2 separate regions of the Mus musculus genome follow, and region 2 is linked to region 1. The links are chromatin contacts, called in public Hi-C maps. All regions are on one chromosome and are shown on one strand. The core of a region is the stretch at or near the end of the contact, and the rest is flanking DNA. Distances in the headings are between cores, read along the strand shown.

Evidence for each region. Hi-C and Micro-C count contacts between places; a contact is called where the count stands out from the background.
Region 2: a Hi-C map of muscle stem cells shows a contact between it and region 1, with 2.9 times the contacts expected there. The contact joins the promoter of Slco2b1 here to the enhancer-like site in region 1. A contact is called at or near these places in 11 of 39 promoter capture datasets (the C10 cell line, HPC-7-derived erythroid cells, cranial neural crest and 5 more), 2 of 15 datasets of contacts at CTCF or cohesin (the G1E-ER4 cell line and liver), 108 of 484 Hi-C or Micro-C datasets (the 63-12 cell line, 8-cell embryo, the AML12 cell line and 63 more), 16 of 115 datasets of contacts at active chromatin or transcription factors (the HPC-7 cell line, astrocytes, bone marrow-derived dendritic cells and 11 more) and 5 of 9 other capture datasets (adipose tissue, embryonic stem cells, liver and 2 more).

Annotation. Positions count from the first base shown.
Region 1 is chr7:99,662,249-99,666,698 of GRCm38.p6, forward strand. Slco2b1 (solute carrier organic anion transporter family, member 2b1) reads right to left here. Exons shown (of 14, transcript NM_001252530.1): 10 at 2,531-2,696; 11 at 199-362. Among named protein-coding and RNA genes, the nearest start is that of Gm25409, 11 kb to the left of the region's middle. Within about 2 kb of position 2,528, at least 96 of the 459 cell types and tissues checked have an H3K27ac peak or open chromatin away from gene starts, as enhancers often do. A contact at or near this core is called in the CH12 cell line, the G1E-ER4 cell line, the N1E-115 cell line and 20 more, where this site is marked.
Region 2 is chr7:99,704,374-99,708,823 of GRCm38.p6, forward strand. Slco2b1 (solute carrier organic anion transporter family, member 2b1) reads right to left here and starts at 2,469. Exons shown (of 14, transcript NM_001252530.1): 1 at 2,138-2,469. The coding sequence starts at 2,153. Gm34280 (a long non-coding RNA gene) reads left to right here. Exons shown (of 5, transcript XR_003946841.1): 4 at 1,244-1,365.

The DNA.
Region 1 (4,450 bases), core at 1,278-3,777:
TTTTATTCTTTTCTTTTCTTCCTCCTTCTTCTTCTTCTTCTTTTTTCCTGACACAAGATCTTTCTGTGTAGTTCCAGCTGTCTTGGGGACCTAGGACACTTTAATGACCTCATTCCTTCACCTCTTCCCTTGAATGTCCCACCCTGGCTGTTGGTAGGGGCTCCTTGTACCCACCCACCCTGCCTGCTCTGCTGTCACCTCAGGATGAGCATGAAGGAAGGTGTGTGGGTGATGCTGGCCAGTCCCGCCCCCAGGCTGAACAGGACAATGAAGGGCAGCACCAGGCGGCTGCAGGCTGACTCACAGGAACCTGCAGGAACAGTGCCATTCCCTGCCACACAGCTGCAGTTGGTGTAGAAGACCTGGGGTGAGGAAAAGGAGAAGAGCCTTCAGGGGCCTCCAAGGGTAGTAGCCAGCCAAGGGCCTGGGCCTAAGGCCTGAGAGCTCCCAAGTTTCTACAGCCAGTAAGGCAGAGCTGGCTGGAGCCCCAGACTCTGACCATTGGTTGATCTGTGATCATTTGAGTCAAGTAAGGTGCCTGGAGACAGTCTGACTGTGCTCACACACTGAGACAGTCTGACTGAGGCACAGCTGTGAGGCAGACACTGTCTCTCTGCCAGTACTAGTGTGTTTGATGGTAGCCTGCAGAACTTCCAGCCAGGGATCAACTAATAGGTGGTCTTACCACCACTGTCCTTAGGTAGCTGTCCTGAGTGAGTCCAGCAAGCTGGGCTTTTTTTCCCTTTCCTATTGTTCAAAGTGTCTATGTGTTTGTTTATTTATTTGTGTGTGTGTGTGTGTGTGTGTGTGTGTGTCTGCACGTGTGCGCATGCGCACGCGCATATGTAAGTGTAGGTACCCACAGAGACCAGAAGAGTGTGTCAGATCTTCAGAGTGGAGTTACAGGTGGCTGCAAGCTGCCAGCCATGGATGCTGGGGACTGAGCTCGGATCCCCTGCTGGAGCTGTCCACTCTTTACACTCGTAAACGTTGAGCCATCTTTGCAGCACTAGGTCAGACCTGGACAATTGGACCATAGTTACTGGAAGCCACAGCCAGCTGGGCAGGGATTGGTGAACTGCTGGCTAGGGTACCTGGAGACCCCTGGGCCTCTTGCTTCTTACTACAGAAAAAAAAATTCTCTGACAATTCTCAGCATGAGAAGGGTTGAGAAACCCAAGGTAGCATTTTGAAAGGATTTAAGCTCAGTGGCTACTGGGATGAGCAAGCAGAAGTTCCCACTGTCAGGGTGCATGGGGAAAGACTTTTGAGGCGAAGTATTTAGGAGATAGAACTAATGAAAGAAGAAAGATAGGATGGCAGAGGGAGGGGCCACTGGGATGTCCACCTATTGCCATGCAGAGCTGCTAGGTATGGCCAGGCTGTACTGGCAGAACTCTAAGCCCTCGCAGCGCTTCACATATGTAAGGAGTGGCCTTTAGGCTTCAGTTACATGCGGAGCAGCCCGCTGAGCTGCAGACGCCCTGGAGTCAGGTCATGGAAAAACATGCCAAAGCAGAGGACTGGCAGGTAGCTCCAACACTGCTCCTTTGCTTGGAAGGACAGCTGGGGTGGACACCAAGGCTGGACACTGCTTTCTAGATTCTTCTCCAAGCTTTCCTCATAGGCATCTATGTCCATGGTGGGAGGTCCTCACAGACGTCTCCAGTCTCCCCCACAGGGATGACTTTGCCTTATAAGCCTGAGATCTTACTCTGTCTCTACCTGAGTGCACCTTGGGCATGGACCAGCCCATTCCTGGGCCCAGGTTCTTATGATGAACCAAGGAGTTACATGTGACAAGAGCCAATCAACCCCAGGCTGGAAAGAATCCCTGAGCGCTGACCCTCCTGAGTGGTGGATCCTCTGAATCCAGTGCAGGCTTCGGACCAGAGACCTTGATTCTAGTCCCAGCTCTGGTATAAGACCTTGGGCACTGCTTAGTCCTTTCCCAGGCCTTCATTTATTATCTATACAATGGGCATAAAAAAAGTAAGTGCTTAAAATCTCCTAGGAACTGTGGCTTTTCTGCTTCCTTGCTAGTAAACTCACCCGGTAAACCACTCAGTGCAAGACCTGGGTGGGGAGGGAAGTCTAGCAAGACACACAAAGTGTGTGTTCCTAAAATCTCTACATATGCTGCTGTCCTGCCTAGAAAGTCCTCCCATCCCAAGCCCTTATTTTCCTAATGATCCCGGAAGATCTGTCACAGATGGTGCTTCTTTTGGGGCCCTCAGAGACCCTCCCAGATGGGCTGTGTCCCTTTCCACGCTTGTATGTACTGGTAGGGACCACTTCTGTCCATCTGTAGCCTGGAGTTCCTGTGGGTCATTTCCTCAAGCAAGCTAGCAGCTGGGAGCTCAGGCTCACCTCCCTGAGCCCTAGCTGGCAACGAAACTTGTTGACAGAACGGGGCTCTGCACTTGCCAAAGCAGAGGAACGAGGCAGAGACAGAGGGAAAGCAAGAGGTTCAGAGTGACAGGCAGCATGTGTGATAGGAGGAGTAGGGTGTGTGGGAGGTTGGCCTTACCTGGCTTTTGCCCAGAGCCTCCTGGACGACACGACCTGTGCAGCCTGCATGGCAGGGTGTGGTGTACTCCACATAGGCACTGGTATCACAAACAGGGTTAAAGTCATCTGATTGGCAGGAGCAGGGCTCTGAGCAGCCAGGAAACAGGCTTGGCCCTGGCTGGGCACTAGACAGAGAAGAGGCAAATGTGTTTGGCTGGGCTCTCTTCTCTCAGGCCTCTGGCTGAAGCCTGGCTCCTACTCTGAGAGGAGTGGCCAGTGATTTCAGCTGCAGCTGTTCCCTGAGGGAGAACCGCTTAAGGAACTTTCCTGATGGGGGAGTGAGGAGTCTGGGCTGTGGAGTGCCCTTTCAACCCTGGATTCTACATGTCTGGGAGCTTCTGCAAATATTCCTGTATTTGGATGGAACACAATTGAAATCCCTTCCAGAAGTGAGTGTCAGATGAAGGGGCCATTCTCTCTTTGAGCTGAATTGTTACTTTGTCTCAGCCAAGGACAGCTGCGGTGGGCCCTGGCAGGAGATGGAGCAGCTGTGGGGCCTCTAACCTATGCCTTCCTCCCTGCGGGACGGTAATTTCTCTGTAATCTGGGCTGGGGTTCCCTTCTCACTGTCGCTTTCCTGAAGTCTCACGACCTCTGTGGTCATTCTCCTGTCCTGCTCACAGTGTCAAGTGCCCCCACCAGAGGACCTGCCCCAGGATCCCAGGCGTGCTCTACCCTAGCTGGAGAACTGAGGTTGGATAGGAGCTGGAGCTAGAAGAGAGGCTGAGTCTAAAGGGGTGAGCACCCTGGGTTGGGGGCTAGAGAACAGCTTTGGGACATAGGCTGTAGCCTGGCTTTCATGCCAGGAGGAAACACAACACCCTTGCCAGGTGACACCGTATCTTCAGTAAAGTGGGTCTATCAACAGAAGCGATTATAGAGATCTCATGGAGACTCAGAGGAACACAAGAGGGAAACTCCATTGGCCTCGGAAAGCCTCAGTGAACTAGAACTTGGAGCGCATCAATTATAAGATCTTTGGTGAGAATATGGGTGAGATGCGATGTCAAGACTGAGGGAGGAGGGGAGAAAGAAGACACAGGCAAGCAGGATGGCCTGAGACCAGTTGAGTGAACTGGGGAAAGTCCCTATTCCTGTACAACTAGTGTCATGGACACCTGCCCAGAGCCAGGGCCTCTTACACACTCAGCAGGCTCAAGGCTCCCCCACCTCACCCCACCCCACTCCACCCGCGTGTGCTTCATAAAGTCTCCATGCAGTCTTTCTAATGGGTTCTATCATTGCCCCTTTGCTTAAAATCCCCACTGACTTGACATGAAACATAATTGCTCAGGCTTGGGGCTTCCTGTGGGCCCATAGGGTGTGGCCCGTACACAGAAGGCCCTACTCCAGACAGCCTGGCTCTTAGAGAAAAGAAGGAATGGAGTCAAGTGATGAGGGTGGGGTCCAAGTGTCTTGGCCCTGAGCTGAGTCCTCCGAAGTCACGTGAGAGAGGGACCAGGTGAGGAAACCTGGCACTTGAGTGGGGGAGGCTGTGCCAAGGGGGAAATTCTAGCTGGGTACTGGGCCAAACAAAGCTTAGTACATCTTCCAGTTAAAATGAGGTCACCGTAGGAAGAGGCAAGGTTTCTTAACCTCGTCTGCCTTCTTGAGGGGGACTGCCCAGTTCCTTGTTCACCTGCTTTTTGAAACCAAGGCATGGAGCTTGTCCCTTCTTGGGCAGACCTAATTTCATCTGGGAACAAATGTCTCTCTCAGGCTATGCTGGGTCCTGCCTCCTATGCGTGGCGTCCATTCCACTTCTGCGGGCCCGCAGGTCTCAGCCTCCCTGGAAATACTATCCCGCAACTGGCTGCACCCTGGCTCTTCCCAGGCCTCCTGGCCTTGGTGTTCCATCCATGCCTCTTCTGTGGCATTG
Region 2 (4,450 bases), core at 1,219-3,718, 42 kb after region 1:
TTTGAACATGAGGCTGATGGTTCTCTCCCTCAACTCCTCTATCTTCCCTGGAAAGATCTCACTTAAACAGAGTACGACAGCAAGCTAGCCACAGTGGCCACACCTAGAGTAAGCAAGGATGAACTGGGCTGTGTGTCTGGTGGCTAACACTGTGCATGGTGGCTAGCAGGGGCTTCCTCTGGCTTGGACAGTGGCCCCAGGTAGGCTTTATTTGGAAATGTTGGAAATGTCAAATTTCTCAAGAAAATTTGCAGTGGGCAAGGACTCCCTAGCAAGGGTATAGAGGCCAGAGAGTGGTTTCCCTGGCTCTCACCATAGGGACAGTTTGGGAATATTAGTTTTCTCCCTGCGCAAACAAGGGAACTCAGCTACCCAAGGGCACATGCAAACTGTCAGGCTAGCTCTGTGGGAGACACATCTGACTCTCATCCCCTTTTGGTGTCTGTCTGTCTCTAGTAGAACAGCTGGCCCTGGGCTCTTCAAAGACTGAGAGTCATCTGTGTCCCTATTCCTGTCCACTGTTCTGAGCCTGACCAAAGCACCAGAGGGAGGCTCAGTACAGTGGACAGGATGAGGGATACAGATGACTCCAGAGGGAGGCCACCTCAAGCTGTGTCTCCTGCTGGTGTCTCAGTGCAAGAACTCATAGTAGCTTCCTGTTATATATGTGTCAGAGATCAGTTAGAGAACCCAGAGCCAAGCCTTTATAGGGGGGAGGCCAATGCAGAACTAAGAGTGTAAGTTTCTCCCCTGTCACGGGATCTCCAATCCCTGCATTTGTACTGAAGAGGTAAATAGGAATTGTGTTTGTCCGTAGCTCATAAACCCAGTGAAACCATCCTATTATGCCTGGGTCAGGGGTGCCCACCTGTGATCCCTGCACAATGGAGGCAGAGGCCAGAGAGAGGCATGTCAGAGCTGAACCTGAACTACAAGCAAATCCTTTGGCACCAAACCCAAAATAAAGCCCAACCCTTCCCTCAACCTGACCGCATCTTCCTCTCTCCAATAAAGCCTCCTTAGAGCAAATACCCATCCCCACCCTTCCTGGTGTCCCAGGGTCCCCAAACTGTGTCTGTTACACTGCTGAGTCTGTTTGGCCTGGAGGCAAGCCTGGCCTTGCTTGGGTGGGTGTGAAGCCATCACTGCAGCAGACAGGCAGTGGCAGGGAGGCCAAGGGTTACTGTAGGGCATCCAGCCCGGACTCCCTGTGTAAAGACCTTCTGTTCCACCATTGTCACAGGTGGGTCTGTCACTCTGACCTGGCCACTCTGTGCTTTCCTCTCACCACTCCACACTTGGCCTCAGGAAGTTTCCAGACACTTCCCCTCTAGCCTCCTCAGACCCCACCATTACCCACTCCAGGTAAGTGTCAGCAGGCCTCTCAGAGTGCCCTCTCTGTGTGGATCCTGTGGATTGTGTCTGAAATCTGTCTGTCAGTCCCTTTGAGCATTTGTCCCTGTGGGTTGGTGGTTTTCTGTCTTTCTGGCTCACACTGACACTCCCCTCTCACCCTCCAGGTCCTTGCTGTGACTTTCCTTCAGAGCCATGTTGTGTCTGTTCCTCTGTCCTGCTCCTAGTCTGCCCCTCTGTCCTGCTGACACCTGTTGGTTCCTGTGTCTGTTTGCACATTCTCTCTGTCTCTCTGTCTCTTTCTCTCTCTCTCTGTCTCTCTGTCTCTGTCTCTGTCTCTGTCTCTGTCTCTCTCTCTCTCTCTCTCTCTCTCTCTCTGTGTGTGTCTCTCTCTGCTTCTTCTCTGTGGTCCTCTACTTTGTCCATCCATCTCTACGTTGCCTCCCTCACACCGGTGTGGGGGTGATGAGTGTTGGGGATTAGCTTAATGAGGCTGGGTAGGCTGGCCTTTCTAAGGTCTTGGGTCTCTAGCTCAGCAGAGTGGCTTGGCTTGGCTCCCTGTCTCCAGCCCAGTAAACTGGCTTCCCTTCCTGCCCCTCTCATTCACTCATATACCCTCTCTGAGGTCCACAGACCAGGGGAGAGGGGCTTGTTCTGTGCAGAACTAAGCCTCTGTCTCCTCAGCACACCACAGAGGCACTATATATAGTCTCCCCCCTTTCCTGTGGCTGGAGAAGCCTCCAGGCTCCCTCCCAATTCCTTCCGTTCCGTCCCCCAGACTTACCTATTCTGGGCCCCATGGCTGGGGAAATGCAGAGAATTGTGGCCCCCAGTCCAACCTGGAGCTTAGCAGAGAGGAAGTGAGCCTGCCAGTGGACAACGGGAGACAGCTCCTGAGAGAGCAGCAGGGACCATCAAGGTAGGACTGTCCCTCACTAGGCTATATTTATTTGGCCACACTAGACAGCAGCTGCCTCCAGGTCAGGTGTGGTAGAAGCCCTGCTCAAACTGACCCCTCCCTGAGAGCTCTTCTGGGAACTTGCTCCTTTATCTAGCTTTAGACCCCCCAACCCTTGCAGTGTCTGTTTCTTTGGTTCCATGAATTCCTCTGATCTCTGGTTGGGACAGCCCAGGACCAGGAGTTGCAAAGGAGGCGGGTTTGTTTAGGTCCAGCCCCCATGCAGTGAGGAGGCTGGTCCCTCCCTGAGGCTTATGGTTATTTCCTGTGGGAGCAGCAGAGGCCAGAGTGAGAAGCTGTTTATGGCTCTTAAGTTCAGGACCATTCTAGAGACAAACATTCCAGAATGTTCAGTCTCTTTGCTGCAATCCTAGTCACCGCCTGAGCTGCTTTTCCTGTGGGGCTGCTGTCTTCCCAACCCTCTATGAGCTCTGAAGCAAGCCTTTGCTTCCCTCTGAGCCTCTGCCCTGTCTCCCTCATCTCTCACTAATATCTGCCCTTGCCATCTGCGCCACCTAGATGAAAGGGGAAGGAAGGGAGGGGGAAAGGAAGCAAGACAAAACAGTAAACGTGAAATTCTTAAGAGATGTCTGGACAAAGGTCTTCTAGATGGCTGGAAGAATGATCCCATCCCAGTGCTGGCCCTAGCCAAGGGACAGGCATCACAGGAGTTCTTGTGGTGTGAAGAGTGCGACAATAAATAGAGAAGCCAAGCCTGGAGGCCAGAGGCTGAACTGGAGGGAGGGGCAAGAGGCAGGGCCTTCACTGGGCTGGGGAGGCTCCCTAGGGCCCATTCATCCAACAGCCTTGGATTCCTCCATTTCACAGTCTGAGTCACATGCCACAGAGCACCCCACTTGCTGGGAAAACATGTCTTGCTGCTCCCCACCCCCACCCATCATGCTAGAACCAGGCATGCCCTTCAACCCAGGCTCTCTTCTCAGGGAAGAGTTGGCCCCAATTTGATACAGAAATGAGCACAACTCCATCTCCAAAAGGAGACCTGTGCATAGAGTGGGGATGTGAGTTGAGAGTCTAGCTTCCTCGGAATGATAGAGAGCTTCCTTTAGCCCACTTGGCCATAGAAAGCTGGGACATCTGAGATACAGATCTGGCTGGAGCTTAGGCACTCAGCCAGATGCCCAACGCTTTCTGAGTGAAGGTGTCATTGAAGGACCAGCAATATGAGCACGTGACCGTGGATGAAGGCCAGCAATTGTGACGGACTGACAGAAAGAAGACTCTGTCCTAATTGGGAAGCCAGAGTAGATCTGGGCTCTCACCCTTCAGTCCAAAGTCAGCAGCGAGTTTTCCTAGAGACTGGAAGACAGAGAACCTTCAAGATATCAAATCACTGGTACAGAGCTGCAAGAAGGAGGGTCCCTTAGAAACTCTCTTATCACTGACTTAGCCTCAGGAACTGAGGCTTTTTGTATGAAACCAGAATATTCATGGACTCAGATGTGCTTAGGTGGAACAAAGGTCAGCCTATGAAACTTGAGCTAACAGGTCCTCAGACAGTTCCTGAACTAGTAGTTGAGTTGGGTCCCATCCACAGGAGCCCTAAGCTCTGTGCTTGCTGCCTTGCTCCCTGGCCTCGTGTACTTGGGAACATTGCTGTTTGCTGCAGCCTGCACACTGCACAGCCCCATGGGCTGTGTGGATCCTAGCACCATCTGCAGATTCCCATTGTTTGCGAAACTTGATGCCTTTTTAAAGCTTCGCCTGCTGTTGGCATGGCTTGCAAAACTCTGCAGCTCCCAGCATCCTTGACATTCTCATGGTCCTGTGGTTCCTGCCAAGCCTGACGTTGTTGTAAAACCCTGAGCTGTTGGCAGAACCAGGGCCCTTCTCTCTGAGTAGCCCACGTAGAGACGGGCCTTTCTGTAAACCTGACACAACAGGAGATTTCATCTGTGGAGCCATCTGCTTCGGGTTGCAGGAAGAAGGATGCAGGGAACTAGATTGCTGAGCTCCATTCTGGTCCCAGCTCTGTCACAACCCTGCTGTGGGACACCGGGCAAATCCTCCGCTCCTTAGGACTCGGTCTTACCATCTGTTAAGTGATCATGGCCTTAAACCATCAAGCTGCAGGGAGAGCCTGATGGTCACTGTGACCTTGCTCGGCAGATAAGGGGA